Linked DNA regions of Sus scrofa: region 1 is linked to region 2. Evidence: chromatin contacts called from public HiChIP or PLAC-seq data. All regions are on one chromosome and are shown on one strand. The core of a region is the stretch at or near the end of the contact, and the rest is flanking DNA. Distances in the headings are between cores, read along the strand shown.

Region 1 (6,004 bases), core at 3-2,502, 300 kb after region 2:
AACAGTTGTGTGCCTGTCACTGACTTAAGGCACTGAGTTTTTAACTCATTTAATTCCCAGATCATATTCTTTTATGTAAGTACTATTAACATAATTTGTATTTTACAGATGAGGAAACTGAGGCACGAGGATAAAAAAGTGAAGGCAAGACTTGAACTCAGGTACTGTGACCCCAGAGGTCCCCAGACCATAATTGATTGCTAATCACTTTGGCACCTTAACTGCATGCAAAAGTTTGGCTATAATACCCCAATATCGATAAAAGATTAAGCACAATTGGTGAAAAACGAAATTTCCCGGTAAGGCTCCTAAGTGCTTTACTTCGCTTTTCACTATAATGTACCCAGAATTATAACTGCCAAACTAACAGTAAGTATATGTGTATTCTTTACCAAAGCTTGCCGGTTGGGATAAGGAGAAAACAAATTTCAAACTAATTCCTAACTTAGAAAATTCTCAATTTTCAGAAAAACAGACAACCAAAACGGTGTAGAAAGGAGAGGAAGATTGGGTTGTACAACTTGGAATAAGCTAACGTTACTCCGCTCATCTGTCACTAACTTTAGACTACTTTTGTTGTCTCCCATCTCGTTGCTCATATGAAACTCAGACTGGTAGTGAGTTTTCAGTTATTATTTTTTTTAATGGAACAGGAGAAAGGAGAGGTTGAGAACGTAGTAAGAAATGTTCGCTTTTGACGTTGGAGGGCAACATTTTCAAAGTAATACTAAGATCTAGTCAGTACCAGTCCTAGGATATTGAACTTGATCTTGCCTTGGCCCCTAAAATACGGATAGTGACCTTGGCCAAGTCAGTTCTTAAAGGCCTCAGTTTTCTCACTGGTAAAACAAGGGCGCTAGGGGATCCCTCCCAGTTCAGACATTCTTTGGGAAAATAGAATAGGGCGGAGACAGCGGGAGAGGCGGGAGGGGAGGAGCCAGAAAACAAAGCGAGGACTGGCTTCAGGCCAACTCCGGTAGCACGCCCTGTCGGAGAGCCCTACAGGCCCGCGAGCGCGGGTCGGGGAAGCTAACGAAAGACAGCACATCGAAAGGAGCCTGGGCTGGGCCCGGGTCCCGGCCCTGAGGACCACGGGCATAGCTCACCACCATCACCGCGGGCGAGGGCCGTCCCTTCCCAGCGACGAAATGACCCTTGCGCTGACGACCGTTACCTACCACACTCTTCGGCTGCCCGGACCTAGACCCTCAGTAGCTCGGGCACCTAAGCACACAGAAAGCTAGCACACGCATTTCCGGGGCGGGGTCTCGCCACCCTGCCTATAATGTGAGAATTTAACCAGCGCGGGCCGCCTCCTGGTTGCTCAGTCCTCTGGGTAAGAGAGTCCAGATCCTGCTTTCGCACGGGCATTAAGCGCCTAGAAAACTACATATCCCAGCATGCAACAGAGCCAACTTTCTCGTGGATACTACATTTCCCAGAAGGCACGCTACGCCGCAGTGTTTTCTGGGATGGGAACCACGCCGCCAGCCAGCCTCGGTGCTACGAGGGGAGCGCGGATCTTTCAACAAGAGCTTTATTAATTCTCACGCTAGCACCTCGCAAGGCGATGGATGTGGCCGCTAATTGCTCCCTGCGGGTGAAGAGACCTCTGTTGGATCCCCGCTTCGAGGGTTACAAGCTCTCGCTCGAGCCGCTGCCCTGTTACCAGCTGGAACTTGACGCAGGTGGGACGAGGCGGTGCCCCCTCGCACTCTGTTCTTTTCCCCCTTCGGCTGCCATTGGCCCGACTCTTCCCGCATTTTCTTCCTTGCTGGCTGTGGCTAGCCAGGGGACCGTGGCCTTCTTCGTGGCCTGCTGGGCTGGGGTGGACCCCGGGTGGCTGCCTGTGGAAAATGAAAGCCCATCCCCGAACCCTGAAGGAGCCGCCTTTGATTGGCTCCTCCGGTGGGACCCTGCGCCGCCCCTTGGCTTCGCTTCCCAGGGCTCCGAGGTCCGCGGGTGATGCCTAGGTTCCGCTTGCCTGTCGGTCCTGGTGTGGCCCTTGCTGCGGGGAAAGCTCAGGACAGGCTTTCCTCCTGGAGCATCCTCTGTAAACCGGTGCGTTGAGAAGCCACGCCTCTTTGGAGGATCCTCTGCTCCTGTTTTTTCTGGCCGAGACCCAATTCTTAGAAGAGAAACTCTATTATACTTAGGAGCATTTTCACTTACTTATGGGCCATCAGACTAAGGACTCTCACGTACATTACATCTGGAGAAAATTTCGAAGAAAAGTTGGGTTAGTACCTACACTCCTGCTACTTGTTTTGTTTATCTGTAGCTGGCGGGAATATTCAGCCTTGCTTTTACAACGTAATGGATGGCAATTTTTGTTAGTGATAACCCCAAAATTGCATTTTTAATACACAGTCTTGCTGATTTTGATGTATATTGTCAGTGGATCACACTTGGAGAAATAACCTAGAGTTAATAGATTTTTTTAGCATCAAACAAGTCTATTCATTTACTATATATTAAGAAACCTCTTTTGAGAGCTTGTTTTATGTAACATGCTGATACTATCAAGATGAGTATAGCACAGTCGATAACATAAAAATGCTGTCTACTTAGGAAGAAAAGTGTAAGCAGATAATTATAGGACAGTATGGTAAGGCATTGATAGGGATATGTATAAAACATAATGATAGTGTTTCACTATCTTTCCCAGACCAGCCTGGGACATCTGGGGAAGCTTCCTGGAGAAGGTGATATCTAAGTTGAGCTTTAAAGGATAGGTAGGAGTTAATCAGGGTCAGAGAATGATCTTGATATTTCTTTTCATTCCCTTTCTCCCACTCCATTTAAGTAAATGATACCACCATGTTTTGCATTAAAAAAATCACCGCAAAACTCCGTGGCTCAAAACAATAAGCAGTTGTTATTGCTCATAAGGTCAACTAGGTGGTTTTAGTCATGAATGGACACCCTTCTCATATATTTGGGGGTTCTCTAGGCTGTTTTAGGATGATTGTGGATGTTCTCTGCTTGGCTTTCCTCCAAGTGGTGTCTCATCCTTCATCAGGCTGGCACAGGCTTATCCCAAGAGACCAGAAGCAGTGCCCAAGAGCTTTGTAAAGCTCTGCTTGCAGTATGTTCGCTGTTGTCTCATTGGCCAAAGCAAGTCTTATAATCCAGCCTAGAGTCAGTATGGGAAGCTCAAACCGAAGGGCATAATAGATCCAGGGAAGCATAAAAAATTGGGACTGCTAGTTCAGGTGGACGTAGTTGCTCATGCTGGAGTCATCCTTTGGTGTATTTCTTCTCTTTTATCTCCTATTCGGTTTTTCAGCAAATCCAGTCAACTCAAAATCTTAACTTCTCTATGCCTCTTCCCTTGTTCAAATTGTTCTTTCTTACCGGAGCTGTAATACCTTCCTGACTAGGCTTCCTGCCTTTGATTTTGGGCTCCTTCATTCTGTTCTCTGAAGGATAGTACTTAAATCATAATTTTTGATTCTTCATTCATTTCATATGTGTTTCCTCCACTAGGCTGTGAGCTCCATGCTTACAGTGGTGTTTTTTTGTTTTGTTTTTTAAAACCACTCACTGCCGTAGTGCTTGGCATAGTGAGTAGTTAGTAGATTGAGTGGAGAAGAGAAGTTGTTTGAGGTCATTTCATTCCTGGGGAAGTGTGAGCAAAGGGAAGAAATTAGGTCATGTGCAGGGCATTATTGCAATGTTATATTTCCAGAGCAAAAAAGTCTTCTGGGAAAGTGAGAGAACTTAGATAGGTAAGGGCACTTTTTGTCTTTTGGACTTTATCCTTTAAGTCAGTGTTTCCCAGACTTTTCCAAGGACCATTACAATAAAAAATAAAGCTCAGCTGTCATAGATTTGCCAACTTTTTAAGTTACTAAGTGGAGATGGTTCTTAAAAAAAATATGCACTCACCCATCCTTTGATAAACAGAAGGATATTTTAACACCAAAAAAGCAAAATCTCACAATGAAAAGTTCTCTAAATTAAATACATTAACTTCATGAGAAACTAAGTTGTTCTTTTTCTCCCCTCTTTTCACCATTGTTGGTCTTAGAGTCTGTTTGGGATGCACAATCGGAGGTGATAAAGTGCCACTTAGGATTTTAACTATAGAAGGGAAATGACAGATTTGGGGATTGAATAGTTTGCTCCAAGGCTCTATGGAGATGAGGGGAATGGAGACAAAGGGATCAGTTTGGAAGCTTTGTAATAGTTAACATGAGGGGCTTTTGTTTAATTTCTTGAGGGTGATGAAGAAGAACAGGTTAATTCTTTTAATTCTTTTTTTTATTTTTAAAAAAATTAAAACTCATTTCTAGAGATATTGTGAGGTATGATTGAGCTGCTCCTTCTCATAGTTTGATATCTTTTATAACCAACCCAAGGAGTTCATATTAATTCAACAAACTGTTGGCGGACACCTGTATGATGCTTTGCATTTGGGGCGTGTGAATGAAGCTGTGGTGTCTGGTCTCAAATTGAAGCAGTGAGTTTTATTCTCGCCCTAAATATTGTTTTAGAATCTCCTCTGCTGCATAAGCAGTAAATGTCACTTTGTCTTTTTCCATTCCAAAGAACTAAGCAAAAAAACTCATATAAAATTTTAATGCCCTTTGACCCAACAATTCCATTTCATTTTTTTCCCTAGACTCTTCGTTCAGTAAATGTATTTTCCTCCTATGTTTCACCTAGCTAACTCATACCCCATTATTTGATCTTGGTTTACATATTACTTAGTGTTTCCTTTCTTGACTGTATAGTTAGAGTCTATACTACAGAATCTGTACAAATTAGAATCTGTACTTTTCCATAGTACCTGGTTCTTCATAGACTTTATGACACTTTGTAGCACTTGGTGTGTCTGTTTTCTCTGCTAAGACTATTCTGTAATGAGGGTCCTGTACCCTTCTCTTTTTCAAAGGTTCATCTCTGGGGCTGGAGCCTGACTGATGACTAAATTTACATCACCTACAGCATTGAACAGCTTTGTTGAGATATAATGGACAAAAATCTATACATATTTAAGTGTAGAATTTGACAGGTTTTCACATGTACATATACACTCATGAAGTTGTCACCATAATCAAGGTGAAAAACTTAGCTATCATCCTTAAACGTTCCCTTGTGCCTATCTCTAACTGATTCTGATGATGGAGCAGCTGGAGGAAGGACCTTGGTTCTGGATTTTTTGAAGAAAGAATTCAGCAAAGAGGCCAAGATTGTTAAATAGAGACAGCATTTATTAGACGCAAAGTATGTGTGGAAGAGCACACGGGTGAACTTGAAGTGAGTTAAGCACAGTAGGGGCTGCTTAGGTTGCTTACGTGGGGGCAGTTTTCTGAGTTATCTCTGGCTAGTCATCTTACTTGTTTGTAAAGCAGTTGCAGCTGCTTAGCCTGAGACGCATCTGTAAACTAGTTTCAGCTGCTCAGCCCGGTGCCTACCTCCTAGCTTATAACCAGCCCCGTGTTCCTCCCCTCCCCCTTTCAATCCTTAAACAACTGCTGATCTTTTTGTCACTGTAGATTTGTTTATATTTTCAGGAGTTTTATATACCTAGAATTATACAGTGTATACTGACTTATCTGGCATCTTTTACTTAGCATAATTGTTTTGAATTTATCCTTGTTGTAAGAGAGAGGGGTATTGACATCTCTGGCTATAATTGTGGATGTTTCTGTTTTTCCTTGCAGTTTTATCAGTTTTTGTTTTGTATATTTTGAAGTTCTTTTATGTTGTATAAACATTATTATTTTGCCCTCTTGATAAATTGACCACTTTATCATTATAAAATAATCTTCTTTATATCCTGGGTGTGATAGTCTTTGTTCTGAATTCTGTTGTCTGATATTAAGATAGTCACTGCAGCTTTGGTTTTCTTTTGTTTTTTTGCTGGGTTTTTTTTTGCCTTTTCTAGGGCCACTCCCACAGCATATGGAGGTTCCCAGGCTAGGGGTCGAATCAGAGCTGTTGCCGCTGGCCTACACCAGAGCCACAGCAATGCCAGATCCAAGCTGCCTCTGCG
Region 2 (6,007 bases), core at 622-3,121:
ATGAAACTTAGTGTATGCATCCCTAGGAGTTGAGGAGAATGGGTGGGTGGGGTGCAAGAAATGCTCTAGACAAAGGGACCAGAATGTGCCACAGTCTAGAGAAAACAAGAGCATGATGCCTCTGAGAACTACAAGTTCTGCAGTTTGAGGGTATCTATTTGTATGTGGTGGGGGAGTGGCAGAGGGATGGTGGATAGAGGATGTGTAGAGGTGGTGAGGGATGGGGGGTCTAGAAGAGCAAGAAATGAGATGGGAGAAATAAAGCCAGATCAAGAACAGCATTTGTGCCACTTTAAGGAATTTGAATATTACTTGGAGGACAACTGGGAAATCATTAATGAGTTTTAATGAAGAAGTATGGCATTTCAGAAAAGACTTGTGGAAAAATTACGGAACTGGCAAGAAAGGAATAAGAAGCAAGACTGGAAGAAAGGCAATTTTAGTAAGACCATTATTGCAATAATCCAGGATGTTTCTAGTTTAGACTCTCAATGAAGGTAATGCAGTCCAGCAGTGGACAGAAGTAATCAGATTCAAGACATTATTTCTACAGTAGCATGGAGTTCATTTGTAATTTCCGCCCTGTGAGGGCCATGTGAGGGCGGAAAAAGTCAAGAAAGACTTTGAGGTTCTGACTTGAAACCTTCATAGTGGCAGGGGTTTCTGTTGTTGGGTCCCCAGATTTTTTTATTCTCAGTTCTCAGAAGGGAACGCAGAAGCAGCTTAACAGTTTGACTTTAACAGTTCCCGCCTATCTACAGTATATGTCCTTGGGACATAATTTTCGAGCTAATAGATTGCAGGGGCCATCCTGGAACATCACTTTCCTGAAGCCCCTCTCTGAGATAGGGGTGGGTATAAAAGTATGAATTAATCACCTCTTCCCCCAAATAAAGAATCTTAAGATTACCAACTTCACACATTTTAGAGATCTGATTGAAAAGACATGAAGATGTATGGAATAAAATCTCTTTAGGGATATAGAGGAGGCAAATTGATTTCACCTCATCGTCTGATTTCAGGCTCTTTCTAAGATTCACACTGTACAATCCTATGTTTGAAATTTTAGGGCTCAGAAAAAAATGCTCTTTGGAGGACAGAATGAGATGGTGGTGTTCAAACTATTTTCAAGGATCATAGTCCTCCCATGTAGAACACTGAGTGTATTGATCAGACTGTTCCCTGTTCACGTTGCTGCTTAGATATTCTCCAATTCTGAAATAAAAGGCATCAAAGTTATTCATATAGAGTTTCCAGCCATTTGGAAAGTTTTGTTCCATCAGCTGGGTACAGCTGATTTGGGGGGGAAGTGGGGGGGTATTTGTTTTGTTTTCCTCATCTAATCCTCATAGCTACTCTTGAGGTATTATTATTTTTACCCCTCAAATTTAAGGAGGATAAATTTGAAGTCCAGAGAGGTCAAGAACTTTAGGTATAAAGGCACTCCCCTAGAAGGAAGTGAAGTGCTGCCTTGAACCGGTTTTCTGAGTTCAAGTGCAATGTTTCCAGAACCAGGGGCGGCTGCAGGTCAGAGCTGGAGAAAAGGCTGCTTTCGCTCTAAGCGGCCTGGCTTCCCAAGCCCACGGGAACCCGCCTCATTCTTTCCCTGCGGCGTTGCACTGCCAATGCCGAGCCCATCTGATGCAAATCCGCCACAGAGAATCGCAACCTTGGAGATCCCAGAACCCATATGCTGTGTCAGTCCTGCAGCATTGCTTGGCTGGGGTGTGGGCAGAGGGGGACCCGCCCAGTGTCTCTCTAGGGCGATAATTGTGGGGAGCTGTATGTTGACCTAAAACCGAAAGGGCATGGAGGGGCCGCGAGGGAGAAACTTTCCCTTTCTCCATTTTGGTTCTCAGTGATATCACAGCTTTAATGGGTTCTTCAATCCGACGTGCACCCCCTTCAAACCCGATACGAGGTGCCAGAAAAAGGGGTGTTGCGCATCTCCCGGCTGGAGATGTTCCGAGCCCCCGCCGGCCCCCTTTGGGTCTGTCCCAGAAGAGAGGGAGGGGCGCGCGGACCTGAGAGGGAAGTGCCCGCGGCAAAGTCGGGCTGACCCTGGGCACGGGGGTGCCTCCCCGGGGCTGGCAGGTAAGGGAAGTCCGGGAGAGTGGGCGGCGCCCGGGGAACGGCGGTGGCACCACGTGTCCGGCCGGGGCGGGGCGCCCGGGCGCGCCCTCGGAGCCAAGCGCGAACCGCGGCAGCGGCGGCGGCGCGTGAGCCCCGCAGCAGCCGCCGCCCGCAGCGCGCGCGGGCTCAGCGCAGTGTCCTGGCCCCGGTGCCCGCAGGTGCCTCCTCCTGGACGGCGGCAGCGGCGGCGCGAGGAGCCAGTGGGCTGCAGCGCGATGGGACCTCTTCGGGAGACCAAGGTAAGGAGGGCACGTCTTGCGGGTGCGGATGGCAGTGTCCGCCGATGTCAGAGGGAGAAGGAGGCGGGTCAGGTGAGAGCTGAAAAGGTTGGCGGACAGAGTTATGGTAGACGGGGACAAGGAGGTGCTGGGCACGATGAGAAGGCAGGGGAGCAGTTGCTCAGGTGATGAGACCTGGGAGATGGGGAGATGGTACTGGAGAAAAAGATTTGGAGGGTTGACAGTAGGATTAAAAAGATTAACTCTGGTGGGTTAATCCCATCCCCTGAAATTGGAGATTTCGGATCTAGCTCTCAATTGATGTTATCTGTGTGTGATGTGGATAAAAAGGATTTGATGTATTGGTGACTGAAAAATAAGGACTCCAGCATTGGTTCAGGGTCTGCCTTGTGCCAGCGGAGTGGCTGACGTGTGATACCTGCTGGGTGACCGATGTGCAGAACAAATCCAGAGGCTGGGTGCGGCTTGCGCCCCTGGATAGGGTGGATGCCTGAGCGACCGCAGGAGTTACCCGCGGCTGGGCTTTCCCTGCAATTTCTGCACTGCGAGGGCCTCCCAAAGCTGTTTGCTTTGGCAGCGACCCTTCCTGGTAAGCCGCGTGGAAATGAGCAGGAGGTCGTATTTCCAAATAGTGTTTGTTACCTAATCAGAAGCCCTTTTTCCTTTGCACAGGTTAGAGGGAGCAGTGGGTGGGTGGGTATGTGTGTGTGTGTGTGTGTGTGTGTGTGTGTGTGTGTGTGTGTGGTTTTTCTTCCTTTTTTCTTTCTTTCTTTCTTTTCTTTTCTTTTTTTTTTTTTTTTTGCCAAGAGCTCCTCCTAAGAATCCATTTTAATAAGGAAGGGTGGTGGTGACCCCAAAAAGCACCAGACTTCTGGCCTGTTCTGCTTCTAGATGATGTGCAGCAGTCTTGGCTAAGCATCTTTAGCTCTTTTATCTTCAGTTTCCTCATCTATAAATAGGGACACAAATTAGTGTCCTCTCTATGGCCTGGGTTGTAAAAATTAAACAAGGTAATGGTTGGGAATGCACTTTAAAAATTGAAAAATATGGACAAAATATTACTTTTTTAACATTTTTTAAAAGCCAAAGCATGGCCCTCTGCATTTAATACTGTGTTTTAAAGGAGAGAGAGAGAAAAAACAATCTCTTCATATGGGTGTCCTATAAGGAAAACAAAAGCTAAACATGATGTGAAAGGTGGAGCCATCTTACCGGGTATTGGATTTTTGTTTGCTTTTCTGTTGGCAACAAGCCTGTGTACCAGGATATTAATGAATAATTAAGATCCTGGCCAGAAGAGGGGGGATTTGAAAGATAAGACTGCATGATCTCTCAGAAAAGAATTGTTCCAGGTATATGGGTTTACTTTGTGAGGAGACAGGAAAGCAGAAGTCAAAATGTCACAGCTAATTCAGGGAAAGCAAAATGGAAGTCTGGAGGAAACCAAGTAATAAGCCGGAATATTCTGTGAGTTATAAAGAGCCTTTGGAAAACTGAACACTTGAATGCGGTAAGTGAAGCCAGAGCAGGAAGGTGAGTTAGGAAATGCCTGAGAGAACGAATAGCCTTTCTGTTAGTGGCTGGAAGAGTGTGTGTGGGAGGGTGTGGGTGTGTGTGGGGGTGTGGGTATGAGGGTCTGTGTGTGTGTGTTACATCCGTGCTTTAATAAATAGGAGAATTAGCTCTCAGTGGAAGAGTTTTTGACCTCATTTTAGCATCTGAAACAAGGACTACTCTGAAGATTCAATATTCAGAAATGTGATTTCTTAGAAGCTAAGCCCAAAACGAGCAGACTGGAGTTCAGAGGGGGCAACAGGTATCCTTTTGTTTTCTTTCTGATGTCCAATTTGGAGAAGGAGCAGAGAGTGCAGCATCACGAAAAGGAGATTTCCCGAAGCCGGATTCCCCGTTTGATTCTTCGGCCCCACCTGCCTCAGCAACAGCACAAAGTGTCCCCAGCCTCTGAGTCTCCCTTCTCGGAGGAAGAGAGCAGAGAGTTCAACCCCAGCAGCTCTGGGCGTTCAGCGAGGACCGTTAGCAGCAACAGCTTCTGCTCAGGTACAGTAGCCATGGGAATGAAGGCATGAAGTGTGGACATTGCCGGTGCATTTTGAATGGAATCTAGACTGTCTTAGAGTCTAGGACTGGACTTCTGTTATTAGAATGAATGGTATGAGGTTGCATCTTTTTGCTTGTTTTGACCTACAAATACAGCAGTTTCAAGTAGTTTAAGCTAATGGAGTTTCAATACCTGTTTTTATATGTTATTCTAGTTTATAATTTACTATGTGAAGTCTAACTTTTACTTCTGTGACTGTAAAATGGATCCTTTGGTTAAATCTAGAAAATGTATTAGCTTCCATTTTTTACTAGTAACCTTTGTAGCCTATGTACTTCTATTTAGGGAATCCCCAAAGATAAAGCAAGTCCTAATGAATGAGGTCAAGATCAAGGAAGTTTATATCCCAAGACTGGTCTTCTAGGACGGGCCTGACCTTGTATTTCAGAGGGAAAGAGCATGGGCTTTGTAAGCTTACAGGTCTGAGCCGGAATCCTTGGCCTTTCCACCTTGGACAAGTGGCTTAACCCCCTTAAGCCTCAGGTGTTACATCCGTAAAATGGGGTGATAATACCTACCTTGTAGAGTATCTGTGAGGTTGAAAGAGACCATGTACCTAAGTTTATTCCTAACTCAGGGCCTGACTTAGAGAGACACTTAATAAATGATGGTTCTTAATATAAAGAACATAGGTCAGTTTTGATACCTGATTCAGGAAATTTCCTTGAGTGGTGAGCATATTTGGTAAAGGCACAGATCACTTCTTGGTCCCTGAAGACCTCTGTTGTCACTCAACAGAGCCTATTATACTCACTGAAGCACCTAACTTAGAAAGACTTGTATTCTTTGAGAAGTATTGGGAATTTGGGTAAAATTTAAAGGAGTGACTCTTATGACTCATAAAGAATGGTCATAGAGGATAATTTTTAGAACTTATTTAAGGAAAATGTGATTTGAAGATTAACACATGAATGAGAAAGGACATATGAATCAAGGTGCTATGATTAATGCCCTAATTTAGCAGGAGGCAATATTCCATTCTGTTTAATATTGGTGATTACATTTTCAGGCAGTGGTTTTAAAAGTGTAGCTTCAGATTTCTTATATACTTTCACAAAATAATTCCGTCCAGGGCCTAAGTCGTATATTAGAAATGCTGTGCTGCCTGTTTTTAAATTTTTTCTCTGCATTGCCTCAGATTCTCTGCTTGGTTTTGAAAAATTCTATCAAAATATTATATTTTCAACTTTATTATTGCTGAATCCAGTTTAAAATGGAAATCCACTAATAGTTTGCCTGACACTTTCCCAAGAAGAACACAAAAGGAAAGCTGACAAGCTGGAGCAGTTAAGATTCCTGGAACCTAGAGTCTTATTTGCAGAATGTAATGCTGTTTACTTTCACTCCATTTTGGAGCTCTAGAATCACTCTGGTTGAATGTGGCTGAACCCAGGGGATATCATTTCCAACTGACACGGCTTTATTTACAGAACTCAATTTCACATTTATCCCTGAAATTCTCTCCGCATAATCATTTTCCTTATGACTGACTTCAGGGTGAACAGTGTTACCAGCA

What was found. HiChIP or PLAC-seq counts read pairs in DNA pulled down with a chosen protein or histone mark.
Region 1: an H3K27ac HiChIP or PLAC-seq map of alveolar macrophages shows a contact between it and region 2. The contact joins the promoter of ENY2 here to the promoter of LOC110260476 in region 2. A contact is called at or near these places in 3 of 5 promoter capture datasets (fetal liver, fetal skeletal muscle and liver), 18 of 47 Hi-C or Micro-C datasets (adipocytes, alveolar macrophages, embryonic fibroblasts and 11 more) and 2 of 2 datasets of contacts at active chromatin or transcription factors (alveolar macrophages and skeletal muscle).

The regions. Positions count from the first base shown.
Region 1 is chr4:28,202,284-28,208,287 of Sscrofa11.1, forward strand. ENY2 (enhancer of yellow 2 homolog (Drosophila)) reads right to left here and starts at 1,253. Exons shown (of 5, transcript NM_001243454.1): 1 at 1,179-1,253. It overlaps NUDCD1 (nudC domain-containing protein 1), which reads left to right and starts at 1,433. Exons shown (of 10, transcript XM_021089013.1): 1 at 1,433-1,688. The coding sequence starts at 1,571.
Region 2 is chr4:27,897,086-27,903,092 of Sscrofa11.1, forward strand. It overlaps LOC110260476, which reads right to left and starts at 1,872. Exons shown (of 2, transcript XM_021090801.1): 1 at 1,716-1,872; 2 at 395-1,713. The coding sequence starts at 1,872. The coding sequence ends at 1,529. It overlaps SYBU (syntabulin), which reads left to right and starts at 2,179. Exons shown (of 9, transcript XM_021089009.1): 1 at 2,179-2,372; 2 at 4,226-4,430. The coding sequence starts at 2,349.